Linked DNA regions of Drosophila melanogaster: region 1 is linked to region 2. Evidence: chromatin contacts called from public Hi-C data. All regions are on one chromosome and are shown on one strand. The core of a region is the stretch at or near the end of the contact, and the rest is flanking DNA. Distances in the headings are between cores, read along the strand shown. Region 1 has its middle 7.3 kb from the start of mir-276a. Region 2 overlaps RasGAP1 (Ras GTPase activating protein 1).

Region 1 (3,046 bases), core at 294-2,793, 530 kb after region 2:
TTTTATAGCCATGCCTTTATTGCTATATTTATATTTTATTTTTTCTTTCATTTGATATTTAACAAATCGAGGATTTGTTTTAAATTAGGAAGGTGTATCAGTTGTTCTTTTTTTTCTGAGTGTGCAAGGTCCAGTGGCTCTTATGCAATCCACGCAGTTGGCCGAAAAAGTTGCGCCCCTTTTTTTTTAAACTTCTGTTGGTTCTGGCCACGTGCCTTTATCGCACTGGGAGGGAGTGAGAGGGAGCGGCGCAAGAGGGAGGCAGAACTAGTTCAAGCAACTGTAAAAGCCAACCTCTATGGGCTTCGCTGTTTTTTTAGCCGCCACTGGGTGTCATCAACCTCAAACGTCTTTTGTCTTTGGCTTCGGCTAAAAAATAAAATGAAATAAAGAGCCCAGATGACAGGCTTAGTTGAGGAACCGATGGAACCGGTGGTTCTGAAAGGAAGGTGCGGATGCACAGGACACAGGACGTGAGCCACATGTGACTCAAATGCTCAAATGCCAATGAACCCAGAAGAACGAACGACGACGACCAAACCAGGAAGTAAATTTCTGCTTCCTACATCAAACGCACTGGCTGGCGGCAACAGGTGTACATAGCTTTAGACCCTCTTTTCCCGCAAGATTTCCCATCATCATTGCCATCGAAATAAAATATACTATGAACATGATATCTGCGTCAGCAAATGGATGCCGCTCCTGCATCTTGTCAAATGCCATTTAGATAAGTAAACGATCGCCATAATCTGCAATCTATAAGGCATATATCCATAATGGCATTTGCATAAATTAGATATGTAATTCAGTGACCGGCGGGATTAGTTAAATGCAAAGATATCGAATGGCGCGAAAGGAAACCACTTTTGAAGTTGATTAGACTTACACTACACGCTATTCTAATTATTTTCAATTTCCAACAGATTACGTTTTAAATGTAACCATATAAGTAAACTCATTATAAGTGAAGACATATTTTTTTAAATGCAGAGTTACTCAAGTGAAGAACAGCTAGACACATAAATAAGATCATTTTATATTATTATATTCAATGGCAGCAAATTGCAAAAAGGAATATATTTATAATGCGAAATATTGTGATTTAACTTAGCTGAAACTAAAATCATTAATCACATTTTAAGCACATACATCTCTTATCTCCTTTGGTTGCTGTATAATTAAGTTTTCCATATATAATTAATACTTTCATTCGATTATTTTATTCCCAGTATGTTTTTTTTTATAGAGATAAGTTAATGGTGACCCCATGACAGAGACTTGGTCATCGACACCGTCATCCCAATCTCACACTCTATAGTTGTTGTCGTTGCCTGTTGCTGTTCGTTTAGCTACTCAAACCCTTTTTATGCAAATTTAAGAAAAATATATGAGTGAAAAATATAGCAGCAACAAAATGCTGTATAAATTTATATATATGTATGTATATATAGAATTATGTGGATGTGGATGTTCGTGTGTGGAGACTTTGTAGATAAATTTGCATATTTCAGTCGTTCATAATCCAAGTCTTCCTTAAGTCGAAGTCTGAGTCTGCGTCGCAGACCTTAAGGGGAAATCAGCCAAGCAGCAACGAAATCGACAACTAAAAAAATAAGTATATATACATATATTTATAAAAAAGAAAAAAAAAGTACAGGAACAACCTGGCTACGCGTCACTTTGAGAGGCGTCGAACCATTTGAAATGCCACACCTAACTAAATTTAGGTGTTTTTTCTTCATTTTACCTTGCGCCTACTACCAAGTTTGTTGTTTATTCCTCCGCATGTTTTTAATTTACCATATTTTTTTACCACTCAAAGGAGGTAGAAAAACACCTATATCACCTAGGCAATTTCTCCTTTTCGAATGAAGGAGGCGGGGTGAATCTCTAGTCGGTGATTAGCATTTTTGTTGAGTATTTAATTTGATTTTATTGAATTTGTTATCACGCTGACAAGTTGCCGGACCACTTAGCGGAATCGAGGAAACGGTTATACACAAATATTTCAATGCTTTAATGTTTCCAGTTTTTGCGTTTTCGATTTCGTTGTTTTTTAGTTGTATATTTTGTTAGTTAGTTTATTTGGCACAAGACACGTGCGTCTGGAAAAGTTCTGTTGATGACATAGAACGGCTGTCGCACATCATCACACCCTAAAAACGAATTGTCATAAAAAATATTCACGATTTCATTTTAAACGTTGAATTAATTTTAAGCTTTTGCCGGCAGATCCTTATCTATGCTAAAATGTTTGCCAAAATAAAACAACGCAAGCCATAAATGTGACTAAGTAGGCAGTGAGTAAGCAAACACGAAAAATCCATACTAATTAATTGTTCAATCAGATAACACTTGACTTTTGATATAAAGACATTTCATTTCCCTGCTAAAAAAGATATTTCACAAAAAGAAATTAATGGCAGATACGAAAGTCTTCAGTGTTGTTGCTGGAGCTTCATTAATTTGCTGCTTGTGGCTAACAAACTGTATTTTTTTCCTGTTCATTTGGCTAATTTATGACTGGCGTTGGCTAATTTTGGCAGGCACTGTGTCGTCAGCACCCTAATAACAGTCAAGATAAAGAGAAAAATTGGTAATAAGGGGAAGAACAATTCGGGTTTAATGATCTTCGATTGATAGTGTATTATTTTAGTGAGTAAGAGTGCCAAGGATTGTCTATAAAACTGTATTACAATAAAAATATAGTACAATAAAAAATAATATTAAGTAAAATAACTGGTATTTCAATTAGGTAGAACACTAACCATAGAAACCAATCGAAGACAAATAAAATAATTGTGTGATTCCCACAAAAACAATAAAATCCAAGTATCATTTATTGGTTCCAACCTCGTTTGCTATTTCGTTTCACCTAGCAATATACATATAACCGGAAGATTTGGCATATGAACGCACTAAATCACTTCACCAAGGCGCTTGGAAACAACATGTCAACAAAATGAGCAATTCAACAAAGTTTAGCAGCCAAGAAATATAGCTATGGAAAACAACAAACAAAATGGCAACAGGCAAAAAACAAAAA
Region 2 (2,744 bases), core at 97-2,596:
TCGGTTTAATCTTGCATTAAAGCATTTAAATCAGTTTATATTTGCGCCTAGATAAGTTTCTAACCAAAAACAGTAGAAGAAGTAGCCATCTATTAATGGCGAAAGAAGGCTTTAAAAATTGAAAGCCAATAGCCTCATTACGAGAATTTCTAATGGCCCAATCACACACTTTCTCCCAACCGGAAATACTGTTAACAGCTATCAAGCATTCATTAGCATAAATTAATATAAGATTATCCCCTCCAATTTCGTATCAGCAGCTGTTTGGCCTTGACACCTGCCAACTTTTGCTGGTTTGGGGATGTAAAATCACAATCACAATCAATCGCGCATTACACCATACATATATATTCCAGCGGGCTCTTTTGATTTCCGAATACGGATGGACAGCGGACGTGACTTCCTGTGCGAGTGCTTCAATGCCTATAGTCTATATAGCCCATATGTGTTTAGTATTGTGAACCGATGGCTGGCTGGTGGTCGACGGCATTGGTTTATGGATGCTCCGCCACCTGGGGGACACAACAAATACATACGTACATATATAGTTCGCAAGTGGCTGGCGCTTGGCTAGACCGAGTGGATTGTAAGCGGCGTTGATAATAAACGGCAAGGCCTTGATAAGCGCAAAAGGGTGAAGGCGCCGGCCTACCCACAAGGCAAGTACTATAAAGTTGCTCAATGAAAGAAATTAGCGGCAGTCAAGCGGAAATATAATAAGTGCACGCACACCAATGCCGAAGTGCGTGTGCCGTATCTGTGTGTAAAAGCCGAAATCTGTATCTGTATCTGTATTTGTATCTGTATCTGTAACTGTATTTGTATCTGTATCTGTATCTGTATCTGTATCTGTATCTGTATTTGTATCTGTATCTGTATCTGTATTTGTATCCGTTGTGGCCAAATTTGGGTTTGCCCGCTATTCACAAACTTCCATGATTAGCAACTTGGTTATCATACCTTATTCATTCATTCGGTTTATTTACGCAAATATCACAAAATTGTATACTATAAAAACATTCAAGATCGTTTCAGATGTTCAAATAGCTCGCTTCTACATTCCTAATAGCGAATTACTCTAGTGCTGACTTGTGGTTAGTCTGTAAACATGAAATATGGCTCGGCTATCAAATACCCATTTCAAATCTGCGAATCTTACACTTTTTAGGATACATTTGGGGTAGAGCTTCCTAGCATCGAAAAGAATGAATTGCAGCTTAAAAAAAAGACCTTCTAAGCTGAGGACCGGATGGCCCCGCCCGTTTTCCGCCCCTGTTGACACAGCTGGGCGGTGTACCGCGTGTGTGTGTGTGTGTGTATGAGTGGGAGGTGAGGCTATATAGCTTCGATTCGCCATTTGTGTATGTGGCTATCACCTCGCGACTATTATCAATGGGGTTATACGTTGCGTATGTGTGTTGGCAAAACAACGCCACTTTTCACAATCACAATCGCACAGTTTCACACTCACGCTTCGCTTTTTGCCTTTTTGCGATAACAAAGACATACGTTTTCTTTTTCCTACATACGCCTGTGTGTTTTTATTTCTTTTCATGAATGAAAAACCCCACAGACAGTAGCACATTTTATAAGCAAAGTAAATTAAAGCAAAGCAATCGAAGAGGCAAAAAGCAAACAAACGGAAACAACAAAACGGCAAATGACGAAAAACAAGAGAGTTGGAGCAAAAAAAAAACAGTAAACTTCATTCATAAAATAATAGTGGTAGTAAATCTATGGTAGAAAGAGGAAGTTGAACGGGGGAAACCCGGCCAGAAAAAAGTGTTGAAATTTTTGGTTTCTGTGACGTATATAATTTATTTATGCGTGTTTTTTTATGGCTTTGCCTTGTCATTGGCTGTCCCACTGAATGTTTTTATTACTCAAATCGTTTTCGTTTAAAATACCCTTGCATTGGGTATAATAACTTTGTCCGCACGTTTGTAAAATATCTGATATCAAACTATACCACACGTTGCTTGTGAGTCAAAGCATTTTCTAAAGGGTATAAAACTTTCGGCTTGAAAAAGCTTAACTTTATTTGCCGATCTTTAGCGAACAGCCATGCAAAACCGGCAGACAGGCAAGCAAACTTTTCTAAATTTAATGACATAATCGGCGGAATTTCGCTTATTCATTGAAATAAAAAGGAATGAATACAGAAGCGATAAGAGGGGAAAATTGCAAAACGAATTCCATGGAATCGAACGAGCCCCCAACCAGGAGTGGTGATGAAATCATATTTCGAACTTGCCATTTCGCTTAGATATGGAATTAATTTCTCGCCGGGCTCCAACGTTTCGTCGTAGTCCGTCCCCTATATCCGACCTTCAGATGCATTGAGAAACCAAACACACCATGCACAGTCGCAGTGATGGGATGAGGAGGAGGATCGGGTGTATATATATATCATCTTACATATGCCAAACACGATAAACGGAACCAGAGCTCGATGAACTGGGAAAAGCCAGAAGGTTTATGCATGGATAAAGTCAAGCGGAAGTTGGCTCATCGATTTTTTTACATTTCGGCCGGAGGATCACTATGGAATTTTTTTTTGCACCACCCTGAGAACGGAAGTCGCACGATCTCTTTATATCACAAGGAAAAAGTCCAGCATGTGTGGCATATCAAATCAACTGGAAGCTGTTGAAATCACTTTTGAAATTACAAAGCATTTTCCATTCCCCCCAGAAACCTAATCATATCAGGTATTATTATTCTATCAATCGAAAGTTTCAAAA

Evidence for each region. A called contact is a pair of places that touch in the nucleus more often than the background predicts.
Region 1: a contact with region 2 is called in a Hi-C map of the Kc167 cell line, with 2.7 times the contacts expected there. A contact is called at or near these places in 3 of 107 Hi-C or Micro-C datasets (the Kc167 cell line and the ML-DmBG3-c2 cell line).

The regions. Positions count from the first base shown.
Region 1 is chr3L:10,370,993-10,374,038 of dm6, forward strand. No RefSeq gene overlaps it. Among named protein-coding and RNA genes, the nearest start is that of mir-276a, 7.3 kb to the left of the region's middle.
Region 2 is chr3L:9,845,640-9,848,383 of dm6, forward strand. All of the region lies in intron 1 of RasGAP1 (Ras GTPase activating protein 1), which reads right to left. Among named protein-coding and RNA genes, the nearest start is that of RasGAP1, 8.3 kb to the right of the region's middle.